4 separate regions of the Mus musculus genome follow, and all the other regions are linked to region 2. A link is a contact called in public HiChIP or PLAC-seq data. All regions are on one chromosome and are shown on one strand. Each heading gives the region's core, a stretch centred on a gene start, on an enhancer-like site or on the middle of the called end of the contact. The rest is flanking DNA. Distances are from core to core; before and after follow the strand shown.

Region 1 (4,762 bases), core at 1,103-3,602, 310 kb after region 2:
GACATATACATGTCACTGTATGTGTGGGAAAATGCTCAGGGGCATCATTGGATCCCAGACTATGTTGGTATCATGCTTTTTCTTCTCTATTTCTGTGTGCGCATGTGTGCACCTGCGTAAGTCCATATGTGTGCACATGTGAGTGTGCATCCTTGTGTAGTTGTATGTATACATTTCTGCATGTGTGTGGGTATATGTGTGTGTTTTGGGGTGCATGTGCATGAGGGTGCATATGCATACAGAGGCCCAAGGTTGCTATTAGAAATTATCTTTACTATCTATTTCCTTTATTTAATTAAGCAGACTTCCTCAGTCAAACCCAGAACTTGTCCATATGGTCAGTTTCACTCACTTGCTTTCTCTGTGGATTATCTGCCTCTTCCTCCTGAGGCTAGGATTATAAACAGGCTGCCACTGCTGCCCATCAGTTATTGGGTTCTAGAGATCTTGACTCCAGTCCTCAGGCATGTGCTGTAAATGCTTCCGTTATTGAGCCATCTCCCCAACTCCTAAATGATACACTTTGGTGGCAGTTTCTACCTTCATGCCTTATTCAGCAGTGTCCAGTATACCAGTCACTGATTGTCCCCAGGCATCTTGTCATATATCAGACTTAGCTACTTTGCCTTCTAGGAACTAGCTAACAGCTGGAGGTATAGAACTAGGGTTGCAGGTAACCCTACTGGGTTAGCCACTGCAGACCCATAACCAGAGTTGCAACTAAGACCTGTACATTGACTAACATTCATTAGATTGTAGGTCCCAAGATACTATGTCACAGGCTAGGAACACTCACCATACCATGTTTCTTTGTCTCTCTGAGTCACAGAATGGGACAGGACAGAGACTTGGATTGAAGCATTGTGGTGGTGGCACTGTGCTGGGTCAGATAGACCTAACAGAGGTATTCCATTGGCAGGGAGATTGCAGCCATGTTTGCTGGGGCCAGACTGCTTCTATGTGACACAGCTATTGTTTGTGAAAGAGATTTGATGCTTCATTAGAGAAAAGTTGTGTACAGAACCCTGGCAGAGATATCTTAACAGCCTTCTGATTAAAGGTGCAAACAAGGCAAGTGCCAGATGAGCTGCATCTCTGGAAAGAAGGCTCTACAGAGAGCATATTACTATTTTTTTCTCTCCTTCCTTATATGGCAGCATACATTTGTTACTTAGAAAACAGGAGAAAGGGCCTGGGTGATGTAGCAAAGTAGGTGTAGAAAGCAGAGTAAAATCTGAAGCTGTGCATCTCTCTAGTGGCCTGGCAGGATATGTTGAGGTTTCTTTGTAGAATATATTTGACTCTCAGTCTGGAGCACACAGTATGTTGCCTCACAATGCAAGGCTTTGCTGGTGTATGAGTCTGCTTGACAAGAAGCCCATAGAGTACTAGCTGGCCCTGGAAAGTTCAAGGCCACCATGCACACAAATAGTTACCACTCTTTTTCTTTGACTTCGGGACTTTATTACCACTGATATAATCTCATAAAACCATACCTCAAAAGCTGTTGCTTATCGTCTTGGTCTCTGTATATGGTAATGAGGAGGTGGGTTAGTTCTCTCCTGAGTAAGGTGATTGCCCTGAACCTGGGAGAGTAGGACTGAAAACCTTTGTCTATGGACAAAGAAGAAAACTCACTATACGCTGATCAAAGTGATATTTGAAGATTTCAATGAAGGGCTGGTGCATAGTTCAGTCAGTAAAACTTAGTAAGCTTGCTTAGTAAGCATACTGGATGTGGTGGTATGAGATTATAATCTCAGCCCTGGGGAGGTGGAGACAGAAGGGTTCCTGGGGCTCAGTAGCCAGTCAGTAAAGTCCAGCCCAAGAGAAGAATCTGTTTCAAAGGAGGTGACCGGCGTTCCTGAGGATGGCACCTGAGATAATCTGGTACACATAGACACACATATGAAAAGTGTCAGTTAGATGTGGCCTGGTAGACCAGGCCTATAATCATAGCTGCTAAGGAGGTTGAGGCAGGAAGATCACAAGCTTAGTGCCTGCATGGAATGCAGTCTGTTCAAGGTCAGCAGCATAATGAGGCCCTCATTCAAATAAAATTAAAAGGCTAGGATTAAAACTCAGGAATAAAGTGATTACCTAATATCCACAAGACTCTAATATTATAAGTCCAAAAAGACTCAAACGTCAGTCAAGTCAATGGTAAATTCCTGATGTCCTGCCATATTTTAACCCCGCCCTAGTATCCCATTTCATTAACACACTGCTTAGCTTCTCATTGCCTGTGCCCCCCCCCCTCGTGTTGGCTGGCTTACAGGTTAGCTCTGCCTGGGGACCTGGGGTCCTGCTGCATTGTAATGCTCAAGCCCTGGCCTGCCGTATGTGAATTCCATTGTGGTCTCCGATTTCAGCCATCTGGGATGTCCCCTAGTCATGAAACAACTTGTCCCTCCCCACTGTTCATGTGACCAGAGTACTGATTTCCTTCATATCCTCATTGTCTGTAGTTCCAAGAAACTATTGCTTGCTTATTTGCTTTCTTCATCATCTGTCACATTTTTGTACAAGTGTCAGTTTCAGAAGGTAGGGATCTGGTTGGATTTATTTAGTACCTATAGAACTCAGGTTCCAGCTAGTAAAACCAGGCAGTTCCAGAGAGAGACTGTCAGAGGAGAGCTAGGCAACCTTGCTTAGGAGGAGTAAAAACCCAAATAGGACACCATAAGTCTTATTAGGAGAAGGGCTGGAGCTCAAATTTCAGAAATGGGGGTGGGGTGGATTCTGGAAGAGACCAATTACTGCCAAAAAAGGGAGAGAGGTAGGCTGCCTCAAGCTCTTCCCTTTCTTTTGGGGGCCACCACCACTGACTGAACCAAAGTGAACAGTTGGCAAGAGTACCTCAGAAACAGCTCTTGTGGTTTAAACTCTCAAGTCAAGAGCCAGATCAGGTGGTAGGGGACCAGTATGAGGACCGTCTAATGACTGGAACTTCATCTCCAGCTTCACTCACAGTCACTGGAAAACAATAGTTCTGAGAAAGTAAGAGGTTTGATTTTTATTATTCAAGACAATGTCTCATATACACAGACTGATCTTTAACTCTCTATGGAACCAAAGATGACCTTAAACTACTTCCATCCCTTGTGTGCTGGGATTATAGGCATGGACCACCACACTTTTATGTGGTTCCAAAAGTCATATCCAGTGCCTTCTTGCATGTGCCAGGCAAGTGCGCTACCAACTCAGCTGCATTCTGACATCCTTAGTGAGCAACCACAGAATGGATGAAGACATGGGACACACCTGCTCTGAGTCAATTCCAATGTCAGCTCTTACAAAGGACCCACACTATCTCAACAGTGACACTCCAGACACAACCCCCTGCCCCCAAGTTCTGAGTGTCAGGTTCTGTAGTAACATGCTTTTGAGCTAGCCGGCTGAGAGCTTAGTGTACCTCCTGGCTCTTCTTCCCGGAGGAGAGAGAAGGAGTCTTATTTCTGGAAATACTGCTGTGTCATGAGCTCTTTCATCCGATCTCAGTGATGCTTTTATATGAGCAGGATTGTGTTCCTTAAGGGATTCCTTTGAAGACAGTTTTAAACTTGCATTCCTTGGTTCAGTTTCAAAATTTGCAACATTTGGGAATCTTCCAAAAGCCCAGGATTTTATATCCTTGAAGTCAGGGTGTTAAGGGAGGAAGGCAACTGGGAATGAACCCCAATCCATGTTTCTAGACATTCTTATCTGGGGGCTCCAAGATAAGAATAAAGAATAAGAAGCCACATACAGGCTTCTGGACTTATTCATAAGGTGGAAATAAGAGCACCGAGCCTTCAGTGTGAAATGAATGAAAACACCTAAGCAAAGCGAAAGCACATTGATTGATGCACTTGAAAGTGGTCATTCTTTGCCCCCAAATCACCAGAAAAAAGGTCAGGGGCCCCACCCCTAGGTACCAATAGTATCTCACCCCGTTCTCTGCATGTGTGGTGGCTCACTTTTGGCTGATGCTCCTTCATGATGCCCTTGATTGGAGTAAAGGAGACTGCTGACATTTTCGGATATAGCTCTTTCATCTGGTGACACTTTGCCCCTCTAAAGGAGCAAATGCAGATTTTCCCGTGAATTTTCCCATAAGGCTTGTTTGCATTAAAAAAAAAAACCCTGTTATCTGCTTCAATGTCATTTATAGAAAATGTACTTTTCTTTTTTCCTCTTCAACCCTTTATACTATGGTACATATATTGGGTACCTACACAGGGAGCTTTGCATATAAGGGTTGAACATTGAGAAGTGATAGTTTTTCCTGTTTAAATGTTAGGTTTCATTGGTGCTCTATCAAAGCTTTGTAAGTACCATTTATTATCGGGAATCTCAGCAGGTTAGAGCCCAGAGACTTCAATGGAAACCTCTAATGGCACAATGACACCAGCCTGTAATTAAGGCATTTCTTGGGAAGTAATTCAATTGAGTTATAGAAGTGAAGGTAACAGCCTGTGGGACTGGAGGTAAAATTAGGAGCAATGAATGTGATTGAAAGGCAAGAGGAATGTTCCTGGCTGGAGTTGTGTGTGTGTGTGTGTGTGTGTGTGTGTGTGTGTGTGTGTGTGTGTACTCGAATGTGCATGTGTGTACATGTGCATGCATGTGTGTGCATGCTCCGATGAGTGTCCCTGAGTTCTTGTCCACATTATTAATATGACAGTGGGGTAGGTGAAGGACTCCTTTTAAAGAATGCCGTGTGTCTGGCAGATATGCTGTGTATTGAATCTCTAGACCTTTCTATCAGCTGTCCTGGACA
Region 2 (4,903 bases), core at 548-3,047:
GTGTGGCTGACCAATGATTTAGGTCGAGACAGCTTGTTCAGGTAAGGAGGCTCCTTTGGGCCAGTTTACCATATGAAGAGTCTTGAAAGGAACCTGAGAATTCCAATTAGACTATAACTAATGAGCTGGAAACTTTGGGGAAATCACTGTGGGCAGTGAGGGGAGAGTGATCATCTTGGTTTTAATTAGCACAGGAAAAAGTTGTGGTCCAGCTGCCAGCCTGGAGAAGTGTCCAGAGGGAGGAAGTTTCTGTGTGCAACGATAGGGGGACTGGGGGTGGGGCGGGGGACAGGGGCTGCTGAACAATCCTGGACTCCTTCCCTTTAAAGGGGAGAAACGGGAGACCAGAAATGTAGAAAGGCAAGCCTGAATGCAGAGTACCCGTCATCCATTTGCCCTTCCCACACGAGTCTAAAGAACTAGGAAGCAGCCCTTTAAGAAACCTCCTTTTCTACCCAGTTTGTTCCACACCAACCACCAGGCTGCTGTCATCTTTGCTTAATAAGGAAACAACAAACAAACAAACAACAACAACCAACAAACCCACCTGCAGCTGTCAGAGGTCACAGACTACCAACAGACTTCCAGATGCCCCAGTTGTTCATCAGCAACTCACAACGTGGCATCTTGGAAACGAAAGAGTGAACTCTCTGTCAGCAGGTGTACTGTACTGGCTAGGGTCTTCCTTAGTCTCCAAGCCTTAGAATCTAGGGGCAATAAGTCCACTGAATCTAGCTGACAACCAGCCACTCCTCTCCCTATTAGGGGCCCCTTTGGGAAAACCGGCCTACCCCAGACACCTGGTGGTTTCCCCTTCTGGTACCCTGCTGAGCCTAGAGGGGCGCAACACCTGCAAAGTCCTACCTCTAGGCTGGTGGCGCTATACTCTACATCCTGGAAGATGGGGGGCCGCATGCCCCACCACTGCCAAATGACCTGCTGCCCCTACACAGCCCCAAGCCGAGGCGAGTTAGCCCGGTAAGCCTCCTCCCCTCCCGCTTCGGGCTGTTTGAGCCCGCGCCCGCTCCAGTTGCTGCAGCTGCCACTGCTGGCGGCTGCGGGGCGCGCGGGGCGCGCGCCGAAGAGGCTCGGGCTGCGAGAACGGGGACGAGGAGGAGCCCGAGGAGGCAAGGAGGAAGAAGCGAGCGGAGGCCGAGGAAGCTCAGGGTCACAGAGACCCGGCCCGAAGGGGTCCCGCAGAGCATCGGCTAGCTGGCCGCGGAGGCAGGGCAGACCGCCGCAACCAACCTGCCGCGGCCCCGCGAGCACAGGAGGCGGCGATCCAGGAGCGGAGCGCAGCCCCGGGGAGGAAGGGTGGCGCGGGCACGCCCGGTCGGGAGGGCGCGGATTCTCCGATCCTAAGGAGCTGTCGCCTCATCACCCGAGAGAGCTGTGCGGGGACGGGCGGGAGACCCCGGGCCCGGGCGCAGCGCACACGCGTGGCGCACGCCAGGCGGGCCGGGCGGCGCCGAGGGTACGCGGGATCGCGCTCACGGAGCTTCGGGAGGCACAGACCCCGGGCGCGGACCGCCCGCGGCGCCCCCTGGGCTCTCGGTGCTCCGCGCAGCCCCGGGGGCGATCGGGGCCGGGGTCGGGGAGTGGGAGCCACCCTCCCTCATCCCCTCCCCCCCCCGGGCCGGCCGGCAGCCCGGGGGAGGGCGGGCGGCGGCGCTTGGCTGTATATATCTCCGCACACCCTGCCAGGTCGCGCACAGCGCCCCGAGCCCAGGCGCCTCCCCGCCCCCCTCCCGGCGCTCCGCGGCGGCGGCGGCAGCGGCAGCAGTAGCAGCAACATGGCTGTTGATGGGTGTTCGGGGTGGCGCTGGCGGCGGGAGGAGCTCCCTCGAGCCCCTGCGCCTGCCGCCCATTGCTAGCTATGGCAAACGGTGGCGGCGGCGGCGGCGGCAGCAGCGGCGGCGGCGGCGGCGGCGGCGGAGGCAGCGGTCTTAGAATGAGCAGCAATATCCACGCGAACCATCTCAGCCTAGACGCGTCCTCCTCCTCCTCTTCCTCCTCCTCTTCTTCTTCTTCCTCCTCCTCTTCCTCCTCGTCCTCGGTCCACGAGCCCAAGATGGATGCGCTCATCATACCGGTGACCATGGAGGTGCCGTGCGACAGCCGGGGCCAACGCATGTGGTGGGCTTTCTTGGCCTCCTCCATGGTGACTTTCTTCGGGGGCCTCTTCATCATCTTGCTCTGGCGGACGCTCAAGTACCTGTGGACCGTTTGCTGCCACTGCGGGGGCAAGACGAAGGTAACGCGCGCCCCGGGCGCCCGCCCCTGCGCCATCCCAGCCGTTTCTCGGCGTCCCCCGCAGCCCACCTCTTAGCTCCGCACTGTGTCTTGCCTCCTGCTGTCCCTGCCAGCCTTGTCCCCGCCGCTTGCCCTTCCCTCCCCTCTCCTTGTGCCCTCGGATTGTGCGCCAGGGGTGAGGAGTTGACCCCAGCAGGTGCGCTCCAGGACGCAGACCCCCGCTTTAGTTCTCTGTTTATTGTAGGGCTATTGGTGACTATGGCCGGACCCGGGTTGGGGGGACATGTGTCTCTTGGGCACGTTGTTGCGGAGTGTGGAGAAGGAACCTTGCAGGGACACAGGAAGCTGAAAGACCCTGGGTGCGTGCGGGACACCACTCACTGGCTGCGGCCAGACTCCTCACGGTGGACTAGTTGGGACAGATCAGCTCATACTTTTGTTGTTGTTGTTGTTGTTGTTGTTGTTGAGGAAATCAGTTCCTGGGGTCCCAAAGAAGGGGGAATCCTTTGAGCTAGGGAGAAAATCTTTTGCATCTGGGAATTCTGGGGGGGAAATCATGGAGAAAGTGGGGGCCCACGGATCAATAAAAAGTTGGGAAGACCCATCCTAGAATGGGGTCAATCTATGGAGAGTCACTTTCTAAAAGTGGCATGGTTGCAAGTCTGATGTCACCGCCCACTCCATCCCTTACATTTTCTTTGTGGAACATTACCCTACCCCAAGTACTTTTGCCACCTCTACACTCCCCTCCCAGGCCATCAACTTTGGATCCCCACAAATACAGCCAGCAGCTCCAATCTGTAGCACCAGGGCTGCACTCCTAAGAGTCCAAGGGACCTCTGCTTCACTAAGCCCCCTTTTGGCACTTGATGTGGCTAGAAGTCGTCTTAAGCTATTCCTGGCAGAGTCGCCCACAGTGTTAGGACTCACATCTCAGATGTGTGGTTGCTAGGCTTTACTCCTGGGCTGTGGCCATCTCCCTAGAGGGGTCCCTGCCCACCACCTAGCACTTGCTGGGGGGCGGTGGACCGGGGGTGGGCAATGTTTGAGCGAGAACTACAGAATGAATAAAAGAAAGAACTGGGAAAAAAGAGGAGCTGAACTGGGTGCAGTCTTTTAGAGAAATTCTCATCCAAGAGGACAGAATAGCACCCATACTTTTGGACAGAGGATATCTCTAGGGGGATTGTGCAAGACACTCATCTTGGTCCCCAAATGTTCACACCTGCTCTAGAAAAGTTCATCCGGGACCCCCTTGAGAAGTCACAGGGCTCAGCAACTTGTAGCAGCGTACAGCTGCTAAAGAGAAGAGTTAGGCTAAGGGGGAAGGCTATGAAACCCAAGGGCAACCGAAGCACTCTCTGTCATTAATTATACATCACCGTAGGTGCTGGGCTCAGCTGTGTTTTGTGGCAGCACATTTGTGTTTTGGAAAATACTGGTGTGTTGGAATAAGGGAGGAAAAAGAAAAAAACCACCCTTCCTTCTTTGCTTCCTCTTGGCATTGCTCTGAAAGCCTCCAATGGTGACAGGTGAGCTTTGTTTAGAGTCCCCTTCTTGAGGATGGAGGTTCCCCCTTCCTTTTCAAGGAGAAAGACCGATGGCCTTCCAGAGAAGCCCTCAGATTAAGCAAGGTTCCTATAGCCAGACCCAGAGATGGTCTCTGTCTGATCATAGAATCACATTCACCCATTCTTTCTCCTGCATCTTCAGCTTGTCCTGGGAGTGTCTCCCTCTCATACTGAGACTTGGTGACTATCTTTAGTTGCACGCATCTCAGTTACTTTCTATATGGAAGTGACTTGGGTTGGCTTTTTAAAAAAACTACTTTCTGTTTTCAGAAAGTGAACAAATTTGGTCATAATGAGTCCTTTTTGTCTTTCTAAGGTTTTAAGCGGAGCGTCTAGCATCTTTTTACTCTAGGGGGTACCCTGTGCTGGTATAGTGTGTGTCATGAAATGTCTCTTAAGGAATTTACATAAAGAATCCCCTTTCTAAATAATGACCAGAATAGCTTTTGCCAGTTTTCTCAGAAAAAAGGTTTTGTGTAACAACAATTAAAAAAAAAACAAAACAACAATCCGTACCTATTCCTCTACATATATTTTAGCTTTAAGACTAGTGGAGTGCACACAGTTGAGAGTTTCAATGCAGACCCTGGAGTAAAAGATGATTGTGGTTGATTGGAAAGATTGAAGGTCAAAACAGAATAGCATCAAGCTCTTTTTGGTACTGTGAGTTCCTTTAGAATCGTGCCCAGTTTTCTTAATATCTGCCTCTTGATTCGTTGGATTAAATTGTGCGTATACTCAACTCCCTGTACCTAACAATGGTAAAAGAGAATTTTTAGGTGCTTCCCTTTCTACCTTCTGGGCTCTGCATTTGTTTTGCAGTTATTCATCTCCTCTTTGCTTTCCAAGTATTCAGTAGTTTTGTTAAGACTCGGTACAGAATAAAGAATTCAGCTCAAGTTTAGAACACTTGTGACTTGCCAGGCTCCGTAAGCAATCCTCTGCTGCCTTTCCACAGAATCTTCTGCCCACCCTCAAGCCTCTTTGCCCACCCTGACCCTAATCCGGGTCCAGTGTGGCTTACTAGGAGCTGGAGTTCCGGAGAAGGTATCTTCTCAGCATCTGACATTCCTGAGGGG
Region 3 (4,797 bases), core at 1,174-3,673, 360 kb after region 2:
AACTCTACTTTTCATTGCTGCTTCTTGGTCTCTCTCTGAGACCACACCCTAACACTCTGATTTGTGGAAAAGCTAGTGAGAAGCCTATACTGAGAATCCTTCACCTTCCCATCCAGGTTGAGCAAATATGCTCAGTTTATAGAGATGAACTAAAGTAAAATTTACAATGTTGTTGCCTTTATGATAAATCTAGAAGGTCATAGTCAGAACACCAAAGACAATCCCCTAATCAAACTGCAATCAAGCTTAGTGAATGAAATGAGATGAAACTCTATATATAAACTACACATGGAACTAGGGTGAGAAAGTATAAGGCAAATTCTTGAAGTCTACCTTTTTCATTCAAAACTACCTCTGTCTCTTAATAGACATGACTTGGCTGGCCATCTTGGAGAGCAAATTAAATTCCTCTTAAAAATTATACCAAGTCATTGCCCTGTCAAAAATACCTGGTATTCTGAGATGAATTTGCTTTAGTGTTAACCCTCTGCAAATAAATTGGAGTGACCCTTGCCAGACTGACACGGTTTGCAAAATTGTTCTCTTATTATATTTAACCAGCGCTGTCTTTACCTACTTGGTAGATTGGAAGTCTCATAGTTAGAGAAGCTCAAGATGCAAGGCTTTCCACATGTGGCCCTTTAGGCAGTGCAAAGAGGGTTTGGGGATATGACCTGGTGGGTAAGAACATCTACTTATGCTTATGAGGATCCGAGCTCAAATCACTAAGGGGTTTCTGAAAAGCTGGGCATGGTCTATGACTCCAGAGCTTTGGGGGGATGGAGACAGGAAGACCACTGGCTTGCTTGGCAGCCATCTTAGCTGTGGGCTTAGTAAGAGACTCCGCCTTAAAGGAATAAGTCAGAGGGTAAGAAAGCAGGGCACCTGGTCGTCTCTCTTGATCTCTGCTTGCACATATATCACACATGCATATATGAGAAAGAGAGAGGGAGAGAGGGAGAGAGGGAGAGAGGGAGAGAGGGAGAGAGAGAGAGAGAGAGAGAGAGAGAGAGAGAGAGAGAGAGAGAGAGAGAGAGAGAGAGAGCAAGCTACAAAGGGTGCAGATGGGCATATGAAACAGGTCCCTGTGGTTAACTCAGCTAGCTGATGTCAGAGAGGCCGATTTAGACTGTGCACACAGACAAGCAGAGTAGATGCTCATTCTATCTCAATGAGCCAACAGAAAGGCAGTAAAGTTCAGGTTAACTTTGTGAGTGGCAGGTGTAATTATAATTGGTGATGTACCTTACCTTTCAAATTTTACTCAACTACGGTAATCTCACACATCTTTGCTTTTCAGTTCTTAATCCAAGATAGATAGATCCCCTAGTGGATCTTTCTCAATGAGGTGTTTGACTCCTTTGGGTCTTTATTTTCCTTATGTGGTCTCTATGCGAAGAGTCATTTGGATCATCTGCAGTGATCACCATCTGTATGAGACAGCTTGTCCTGGAGCCTACAGATAAAGAGAATCAGATTAAAAAGGGTTCAAATGGAGCACCATCATTCCAGTGAAAGATGCTAGGAAGATTCAAACAAAGGAGGACATTATAGCAGGACTTGGTTGAGATGTCTTTAATGTCAGTGCCTTCCGGAGACAAGTAATCTTATCCTTTCAAAGGTCCATGTTCTGCAAATTCCCCACCTCCTAATTCTGACCCTGACTCTGCAGGTACTCCTTCTCCTATGCACCCTGATTTTTATAACACAAAGACTTTTTTAAAAAAAATGTATAAGCAGGGTCTCAGCAGGTAGAAGCATCTACTACATAAGCCTAACAAGTGGAACTTAATCTCTGGAACCCACATTTTAAAAGGCAGGAGTGGTGATGTGCTTCTTTAAAACTGGCATTCCTGTGGTGAGACGGGAGGCAGAGACAGGAGAATCCTCTAATAGCACATGGGCCAGTTGGTCAAAACACGAGAAACAAGGGAAACTCTGCCTCAGCATGCTGCGAGGTGAGAACATGCTCCTGAAAGTTTTCTTCCAACCCCCACACCTGTACTGTGGCATATATGTTTCCATACACACACATATGACACACACAAACATATGCACACACACACACACACACACACACACACTAAATAGTTTTTAAAATTGCGCAACCAAGTCAAATGTGCCCTTCAAGGTCCTATGAATGTCAATGTCACTGTTGCTTGCTCCTCCTCTCTCCTCGATACCAGACCAAATTCTGAATATATAAGGGGTGAAAAGACCTTATAGTGTCAGCATGGGGGTCAGGACGCATGGATGGCACAAGGCAGCAGTCCCTGCTGCTTCCTTCTATAATTTAAAAGAAAGTTGGAGAGACAGCCGCTCTCAAAGCTCCGTGCATCTGCATTTTTCCAGTGGTATTCTGGGAAAGGATGACTCACACGTGGGGAGATATTTATTCCTTTGATTCATGCTTAAATGCTGCTCCTTCTTATGCTTCAGTTACGTGGATTATGAATATTTAATGCTGCATATACTGGAAATGAAGGTCAGGTCCTGCTCACTGGCAACTTCAAAGCAGCCTCCATTCTGAAAGGCATACCACCTGCTGTTAGCAGAGGAAAGCAGAAAGGTTATGCATTGTTAAAAATCTTCCTTAATGACTCTATCTGCACCCAAATGCCTGGTGCACAGTTGGGGCTGCCTTCTCTGGCTTTTCCAGCTTTTGCTCTTGGATTCTTGTTTAAGGCTTGCCGCCTGAGTGAGTAGGGCATTTGGATGGTCGAGGAAACCATAGCACAAATTTTGTAGCACTTCCTGTCCAAGTGCTCCACCGCCAGGGGAATGACCACTTCTCAGTCCTCATAAATTTCATTTATTTGTTCATTTTATATTCATTCATTCACTCATTCATTCATTTATTCACTTTCACAGCTTCAATGTGAAAACCTTAAATATTTTCCAGGTAGTGACAGTGCTTATGGTTAAACATAGTTGCAGATAATTGTACATAAATTTGCAGTAGAAACTGACCAGATTGTTTCCATAGCCTCTGGAAACACAAGTGACTCTGTTATTATAATTCAGAAATCCAGAGCCTTAGCCCAATCTGTTATTATTTCACAGTTTTACCTTCCACTACTCTTCATATCTTATCTGATATCTCTGCTTTCATCCGATAAATTTTCTTTCTAAAGTAAAAAATCAGGGGATTAGAAGATGGCTCAGTCAGCAAAATGCTTGCCATAAAAGCACGAGGCCCTGAGGTGAGCAGCAATGCAAAAGAACTGTGTGTCTACAGTCCCAGTGCTAGGTGGTAGGTGAGACAGGTGGGTCCCTAGCATCCTAGCCACCTCTTTGAACACCAGGTTAAAGACTAATGTCTCAGAGAGGAAAGTGGGAAACAATTGAGGAACATACTTGATTTTCAACCTCTAGCCGCTACACATCTGAGTACATACACCCACACAGTCAGACACATGCATGTAACCACAGACACATCCACACAAATTTGAATAATAACAAAAGGCTAGAGGAAATTTGTGTCCCCATTGTTGGGCTGCATGTGAATTAGAATGCTCAGCACATTACAGAAAGTATTAATGGCTTCTTCTAATCCCTAGCTGGAGATTTATAATTCCCACTTTACTGACTAGAAGTCTGGAACCCTAAAATTTGCTTCAAACCATATAGCTAACAAGTCCTGAAGCCAGAATCTCACTCTAATGTGCCACCAGCTCCCCCAGTCCCCGCTGTCACTTGTAAATGTCAAGGAATAAACTTCTAGACTGGAGAAGTTCTAGAAAGAGCTTGGTGCTGCTTTGTCCTGTCAAGTCCTCTGCCTTCTTCCCTTTGTCTTCTCTTTCCCCCATTCTCATCCTGAGAGCCAAGTGTACAATAGATAGCTCTTGGGAGAGCCCCATCACCATCCTGTCCCCTGCATCTGCTGTGGATCACAGGGAAGTTGATGGTTGTTTCTCGAGAGTCCTCATACCCAGCGGATTCTTTCTAAGGAAGGAGTCTCCCCACCCATCCCTACCTGCTCTGCTCTGCACACAGAAGCAGGTAGGAGAGATGCCTTTTCCCTTTAATTGAATGCATTCTTTTATCCTTTAGAGAGTTGCAAGGCTTAATCTTTTATAGTTTTGCATTATATTGTGTAAAATTCACAAATATTATTAAAACAACAGAGTATAGGAAAAGTGGGCCCAAAAACGGTTTGTTGGAAGGTATTAAAAAATGATTGAAAAGAAAAAAAAACAAACTAGCCTCTTTCTTTCATTACTTTTGTTCTAAGTCACCATGCACAGATGTTGACTTGGTGCCTCCAATGTGCCCAACTGCTTGGCCAACCACTTGGCAGGGATGTGGAGACAGCATACATCAGGGTTCCCTTGTGATCAGTGGTAGCTTTCCCTTTCACCATTATGTAGCCTTGCAGCATGAGCAGCTGGGCAGCCAGGGCATTGGGAGAAAGCGCCTGGGCATATCTTAGCTGTTAACTTCCTTTAATGGATCAGGGTCATTGTAGGTAGTGCTCTGAATAATTAGCTCCAGCACCCCACCTTCTTGCTCTATTTGAGAAGGCACGGCATGCACTTAACCTTTGTTGAAGAAGTCAACACAAATCACGGTGCGTGCAAAGCATCTCTTTCTTCTCCTCTTTTAAAGATACTCCCCACCACAATTTTCACCATCCCTCAGTGACATTTTTATTGCCAGGCTTTGGTTTGGAAAATTATGGGTAGGGAAAGTTCAAGGGCAGGGTGTTCAGAACAGCACTGCACATCTGTGTGGGGGAACACAACAGGAGAGCCAGCAGCTGTTGAAAGAATAGAGTGTCAGATGGTAGAGGAGCTG
Region 4 (5,387 bases), core at 2,057-4,556, 440 kb after region 2:
GGAAGGACAAGGGGTCAAGTGTTTTGCTTGATTCATAAAAGTGGGTCCAGATCCACTTAGCTCAAGTTAAGGGAGCTCTTATTTGGTTCCATGTCTTTTATTTTATACAGTTAGATAAGCCTGGGCATCTTCAATAAGTATTTTCAAAATACTATTTTGTACTTTTATTTTAAAAAAATAAGGAAAGAAATGGAAGTGGACACAACAAACAATAAAAAAAAATGATTGTATCACTTGGAGATGATTGTATATGTGGAAAGAGAAAGAAGTCAAACAACTATGGCCCATTCTTATTCATAGTCCTAGCACTTAGGGATTGGAGGGAGGTAGACAAGGCTTAGAAGGCCAACTTTGACATATGAGACCCTATCTCAAGCTGAAAAATTAAACAAGCCACGCATTATATATATATAAATCTTATAGTATATTGTAGTATACCTGGTTTTTAGAAGTAAAAATGTTAAATTTGTTTCCTTGAGCATAGAAAAAAAATAGAGAAATAGGAATTGCTAGTTCTTTGTCCTTAAGACATTGCTAGTGTGGTTGTAAGAAAGCACTTCAGAAAAATAATACAGCAGAGCCATGTTTTCCTTTAACTGTAGTGTTTGCTCCACTATGGTGTGGGTGGACTTTTGGCTGTGAATGAAGAGAATATGGATGTATTTGCCTTTCCTGCAGCTCCTGCCCCTCATTTGCTAACCATATTATCTTCTTTACTTTGGTCCTATAACCTCCCCTTCAGCTTCTGTGATGCCCATTCTTATTTGGTCTTAGCAAAGTCTTTTTAGGTGTCCAGCATTCAAGCTAGGTATATTTTCTACAGCATCTTCTACTGATTCCACTTAACTCCTTATGGTGGAGAACCTCCCTGAGGACAAAAGTGCTTGTCTTAAAGTTCAGGGTCATGAAGGACCATGTTTCTGGAGCAGGATGAAAGAAGTAGCCTGAGCAGTAAATGAACATGCTTAGAACAGGGCAGAGGTCAGCCAATAGCCTCTGGAGCTGGACCATGTAGCCTTGAATCCCCTTTTCATCCCCTGATGTCTAGGTAGCTGTAAGAAATCTGTTTCCTCTTTCTCTGTCCCTCCTATAAGATGATCTAAACCACTGTGGTGGTTTGAATATGCTTGTCCCAGTGAATGGCACTATTAGGAGTTGTGGCCTTGTTGGAGTAGGTGTGGCCTTGTTGGAGGAAGTGTGTCACTGTGGGGGTGAGTAATGAGACCCTCCTTCCAGCCACGTGGGAGCCAATCTGTTCCTGGTTTCCTTTGGATGAAGACGTAGAACTCTCACTTCCTCCAGCATCATGGCTGCCTGGATGCTACCATATTTCCTACCTTGATGATAATGGACTGAACCTTTGAAACTGTAAGCCAGCCCCAATTAAATGCTGTCCTTTGTAAGAGTTGTCTTTGTCGTGGTGTCTGTTCACAGCAGTAAAACCCTAACTAATACAATCACCTTTCATAAGATGTTGTGGGGGATAAAAGGAACTGTAAAAAGTAGACTGAAGAAGGGTTCAACCACAGTAAGGGTTTGGTGATTACTCTTCATTCATGTACTGGGCTTTGCATGGCAGGCATTAGCTCATTGTGTAGTCACTGAATGCTGCCTGTGGGCCTCCTATAGGTCATGATCTCTAAACTCCTTAAGCAAGAACAAGATAGAGGTAATCAGTGACTGAGCAGCACATTGGCCCCTGGCCCCTGCAATAGGAAAGCCACACACATGGACATGTACAGTCATGTGCAGAAACTTGCTGCCTGCTACAGTTCCCTGGGAGCCTGGTGCTTCAGTTACTCCTGATGACACTTGTGTGCAAGCAAATTCTTTATTGCTGCTTTAAACGTCTCTCCTTTCACTTCCTCATTCCCTTCCTGGGGCCCATGAGATCGACTCCCCCCAAAAAAACATAATTAGAGCTGTTTTTTTCAGGTTCTACTTAGTGGGGGCAGGCAAACTGCAACATCCCACTTTCTAAAACAACAACTATATATGCTCATACTCTCACGCACACAGAAGGGAAGGGAGAGAATCCAGAAGGTCTCTGTATGTAAATGGTAGAGCCAAGATTTCAATGTAATCAAGACTCCAATGGAGTACATATTTCATGGCTTTTGTTATCCCAGGTAATAAACTGACAAGGTGTAAGAGATGTCCTTGAACCCCTTATCTCTTGCAATATACAGAAATAAACAGTTCCAGACCTGTCTTCGCCCTTAGTCACAGTAACCGCTCAGTTCCACAAACTGTCTGTTGATGGTGATGGAGATTGACCTCTTTTAAGACCGGGAGTCCCTTTCTGGATCAGACTTGTACTGACCTCCATATGAGGAGTTATTATAGTCAGCTCTTTTGTGACCCCTAAGACCCCAAGGAAGCAACTCAGCAGATTGATTTTGAACCAGATTTCTGTTCATGATACATGCAAGAGAAAATGGCAAGATTTGCCAATTTGATGATTTTACTGCCTGGGATAATAATAATTAAGAAATCCTCTCTCTTAATTAGCAAGTACAATTAGCATTTCTATAAAACGATCCATCCACAAGGTGAATGCGCTGAGATGTAACATCTTGTTCCTGATGCTGTGGTGCTGGGGTAAGTGGGATCATTCAGGAATTAGGAATTCTAATGAGCCATGTGCTTCAGCCTTCAAGTACATAGGCCCAGCTGGGAGGGCAGAATCTGCAGCAGCCAAGAGCAAGTTTCCATGACTGATTCAGTGCTCAGAGAAGGCTCTTGTTTGTTCCCAGTTGCAAAGGAGCCATAGAAACTGCAGGTTTATGGGGGTATTTTTTTTAACTTTTTTTTAATACCTTGGCTATGTTTAGTCCTAATATTTCTTTGTGGGTCGAATGACCTTCTGAAGCAGAGAGCTACAGTGTGGAGAAACTTGATCTTGTGCTAGCTTTTCATTACTTTGACAAAACACCTAACATAAGGGACTTCAAGGCCAAAAGGTTTATTTGGTTCATAGGTTCTGAGGTCTTGTTGCATGGCCTGCTGGTTCTGTTGCTTTTGAACGTGTGAGGATGTAGAACATCTGTGTAGGAGCATTCAACAAAGCAAAACTGCTCACCTTCTGGGGACTGGAAAAGAAGGGAAACAGGAAGGGGTTATGGTCTCAAAAGCCCCTTCAAAGGCAAGATCTCAAGATCAAACAGCCTTCCAGGTGTCTCAGCTTCCAAAGGCTTCACCACTTTCCAGTAATGCCTCATGTTGGCAGCCAAGCCTTTAGCATATAAGCCTTGGTGCTGGGGAGTCATTCTGTAAAACGGTTGCTACACAAACCTTGGGACCTAGTGTGGATGGATCCCAGGCTCCAGGGCCAAAGCTGAGTGTGGTAAACTCACTGCTGGGGAATAGAAGATGGGCTGACTACTGGAGTTCACCAGACAACTTCTCCCAGCCACAGGAACTTTTAAGCTATACTCCAGATCCAAACTACCACAGATCTAGAAGGGACATTTTTAGGTCATCTATTACCAAAACTCTCAGGTCCCTCCTGTCTCTTAATCCCAAAGGGTGCACAGGGCTCCTTGAAGGCAAGGCCTTGAGCTGAAGCACCCCTGAGAGACTACTTATTTCCTCCAGTTGCCATAGTCACCAGAGACCCCCAGTTTACTTTTGATTGTCCTTTTATTTCCCTTGGCAGTGCTGATCAAAGAATTCCATGCAAAGACATTTGAACTGCCAATTGCCCTATGGTTTTGCAGTATCTGCAGGTTTTGGAGAGCTCTTAGAATACAGAGTGTGTTGCAATGAGTGACTGATTATTATTATTTGCTTTGGGGGGGGGTTACTATTTATACTTCTAGAGAGACAGCATCATGCCTTACAGTATTTCTCACTGAGCAGCTCTCAGGAAAAAACTTACTGTGTAATATAGATGCTGCAGCTTAAGGCTGAGCAATTCATTTTTTCCAGCTCCATTGTATCCTCCCGCTTAGCTCACTGGGTGTGAAATGCACGCGTGTTTACTTCCTCCGTGGGTCCTCCTTGCAGTCAGTACAATGACTATTAGGCAGGCATGTGATGGAGGAAGAAGAAAAGAATGGCCTATTTCATCCTTTAATTGGATAATCAGTCCAGAATAATGGTGGTTTGATTTGATTTGCAGGCCCACAGTGCAGGCTGTTGGTAACACACACAGTATAAACTACAAAGTGAGTGCAGCGGACATTTACGCTTGCAGTTCCACTGTGGTGGGAGGGGCGGCTCCACGTACTGAGACTGATAAAGCAGTAAATGTACCTTACTCATCTTCACATAAATCATGACCCTGCAGGCATTTTCATAGTCTGAGCCCAAGAAGCTGGAGTTTTTCTTATCTGTGAGACTCTTCCTGTCATGTGTAGGTTGTACACAAGGATCAAGAGTCAGTGCCGAAGAGTGATCCATCTTCATCAGTGGGACAATAAGATGTGAGGACATCTAAGATGTCACCTGTTGCCACTTGACCTTAAGGCTGATGCTCTTGGGCCTCTCCCACTGGTTCCATGAGAGGACGGAAATGTTAGTCCCTATCCTCATTGAATGGTTGAGGCAGACAGATTTGTTGGTTAATGGTTAATGGTTAATTGACATTCCTGACCTCCTTGTACCTAGGGGGCAGCTAGGATACAGGATGCAGTTTGTGATTGGACATGGATATTTTCTGAGGTAGTGGGTGTGAACACAGCATCCCAGCAGTGAAAGAAGCTGCCTAACATAATATTTTAACTGCTTAAATGAGTTTAGAAAATATTTAATAACAAAAGGTGAGCATATCTCTTTTCTCATTCCTAAAAAACTTCATGTATTTATTTAGAGATCCAATCTGTGTCCTGCTGCCCCAGCTTTCCTAGTGTATACCAGTAAACAGAGTTTTAATAGCCAATTAGTGAACGTCACCAAAAAGTGGATATTAGTGACAAGAGTACCGATAAAAATTTTATACTTACTATATGGAAAACAATTGCTAAAATAAGTACATGATGCAAAGACTTTAGAATTAAGAAAAGGGAGTTCTAGCTTAGTTTAGGATTTAAAGAAAAAATTTATGCATACGTTTTGCCAGTGTATGTGTATGTACACCCCACGTTTGCCTGGATTCCCTTGGGTAGGCAGGAGAATGTATAAGATTCTTTAAAGCTGGAGTTGTGGATAGATGTGAGCCACCATATGGTTGCTTGATCCTCTACAAGACTGACAAGTGTTCATAACCACTGAGCTATTTCTCCAGTCCCTCTAGCTTAATCTTGGCTGGAGTTTTTAACAAGACCAACTAGAATTTCAAACCCCACATTTTGAGAGGCAGCTACCCATTCTTTGCAAGAAACCAACTCTCTTTTAACATTTTACATTACAAAGATAACCCGAAAGCGCTCCTGTGTGGAAATCAG

What was found. HiChIP or PLAC-seq counts read pairs in DNA pulled down with a chosen protein or histone mark.
Region 1: a contact with region 2 is called in an H3K4me3 HiChIP or PLAC-seq map of craniofacial prominence, with 5 times the contacts expected there. The contact joins the enhancer-like site here to the promoter of Kcnma1 in region 2. A contact is called at or near these places in 2 of 39 promoter capture datasets (embryonic stem cells and neural stem cells), 3 of 15 datasets of contacts at CTCF or cohesin (embryonic stem cells and stem cell-derived epiblast-like cells), 65 of 484 Hi-C or Micro-C datasets (the 63-12 cell line, the N1E-115 cell line, Sertoli cells and 24 more), 24 of 115 datasets of contacts at active chromatin or transcription factors (the 230-238 cell line, VIP interneurons, astrocytes and 13 more) and 3 of 9 other capture datasets (adipose tissue, embryonic stem cells and pancreatic islet).
Region 3: an H3K27ac HiChIP or PLAC-seq map of SST interneurons shows a contact between it and region 2, with 4 times the contacts expected there. The contact joins the enhancer-like site here to the promoter of Kcnma1 in region 2. A contact is called at or near these places in 1 of 15 datasets of contacts at CTCF or cohesin (stem cell-derived epiblast-like cells), 7 of 484 Hi-C or Micro-C datasets (the N1E-115 cell line, Sertoli cells, cardiomyocytes and 3 more), 16 of 115 datasets of contacts at active chromatin or transcription factors (the 230-238 cell line, SST interneurons, VIP interneurons and 12 more) and 1 of 9 other capture datasets (embryonic stem cells).
Region 4: an H3K4me3 HiChIP or PLAC-seq map of embryonic limb bud shows a contact between it and region 2, with 5 times the contacts expected there. The contact joins the enhancer-like site here to the promoter of Kcnma1 in region 2. A contact is called at or near these places in 4 of 39 promoter capture datasets (Sertoli cells, cancer-associated fibroblasts, embryonic stem cells and 1 more), 1 of 15 datasets of contacts at CTCF or cohesin (the NIH/3T3 cell line), 50 of 484 Hi-C or Micro-C datasets (the 3T3-L1 cell line, the 63-12 cell line, the HPC-7 cell line and 27 more), 24 of 115 datasets of contacts at active chromatin or transcription factors (the 230-238 cell line, SST interneurons, VIP interneurons and 16 more) and 4 of 9 other capture datasets (adipose tissue, embryonic stem cells, embryonic tail and 1 more).

The regions. Positions count from the first base shown.
Region 1 is chr14:23,687,426-23,692,187 of GRCm38.p6, reverse strand. All of the region lies in intron 2 of Kcnma1 (potassium large conductance calcium-activated channel, subfamily M, alpha member 1), which reads left to right. Among named protein-coding and RNA genes, the nearest start is that of Gm51422, 40 kb to the right of the region's middle. Within about 2 kb of position 2,352, at least 15 of the 459 cell types and tissues checked have an H3K27ac peak or open chromatin away from gene starts, as enhancers often do. A contact at or near this core is called in craniofacial prominence and embryonic limb bud, where this site is marked.
Region 2 is chr14:24,001,099-24,006,001 of GRCm38.p6, reverse strand. Kcnma1 (potassium large conductance calcium-activated channel, subfamily M, alpha member 1) reads left to right here and starts at 1,797. Exons shown (of 28, transcript NM_001253364.1): 1 at 1,797-2,254. The coding sequence starts at 1,877. 4930519K11Rik (RIKEN cDNA 4930519K11 gene) reads right to left here and starts at 1,011. Exons shown (of 3, transcript NR_131107.1): 1 at 865-1,011; 2 at 548-707; 3 at 165-321.
Region 3 is chr14:23,643,182-23,647,978 of GRCm38.p6, reverse strand. All of the region lies in intron 3 of Kcnma1 (potassium large conductance calcium-activated channel, subfamily M, alpha member 1), which reads left to right. It overlaps Gm51422 (a long non-coding RNA gene), which reads left to right. Exons shown (of 2, transcript XR_003951126.1): 2 at 1-4,797. Among named protein-coding and RNA genes, the nearest start is that of Gm51422, 4.5 kb to the left of the region's middle. Within about 2 kb of position 2,423, at least 6 of the 459 cell types and tissues checked have an H3K27ac peak or open chromatin away from gene starts, as enhancers often do. A contact at or near this core is called in SST interneurons, where this site is marked.
Region 4 is chr14:23,563,445-23,568,831 of GRCm38.p6, reverse strand. The region is part of intron 5 of Kcnma1 (potassium large conductance calcium-activated channel, subfamily M, alpha member 1); the gene reads left to right. Among named protein-coding and RNA genes, the nearest start is that of 5430425E15Rik, 56 kb to the right of the region's middle. Within about 2 kb of position 3,306, at least 7 of the 459 cell types and tissues checked have an H3K27ac peak or open chromatin away from gene starts, as enhancers often do. A contact at or near this core is called in the N1E-115 cell line, embryonic limb bud and proximal limb bud, where this site is marked.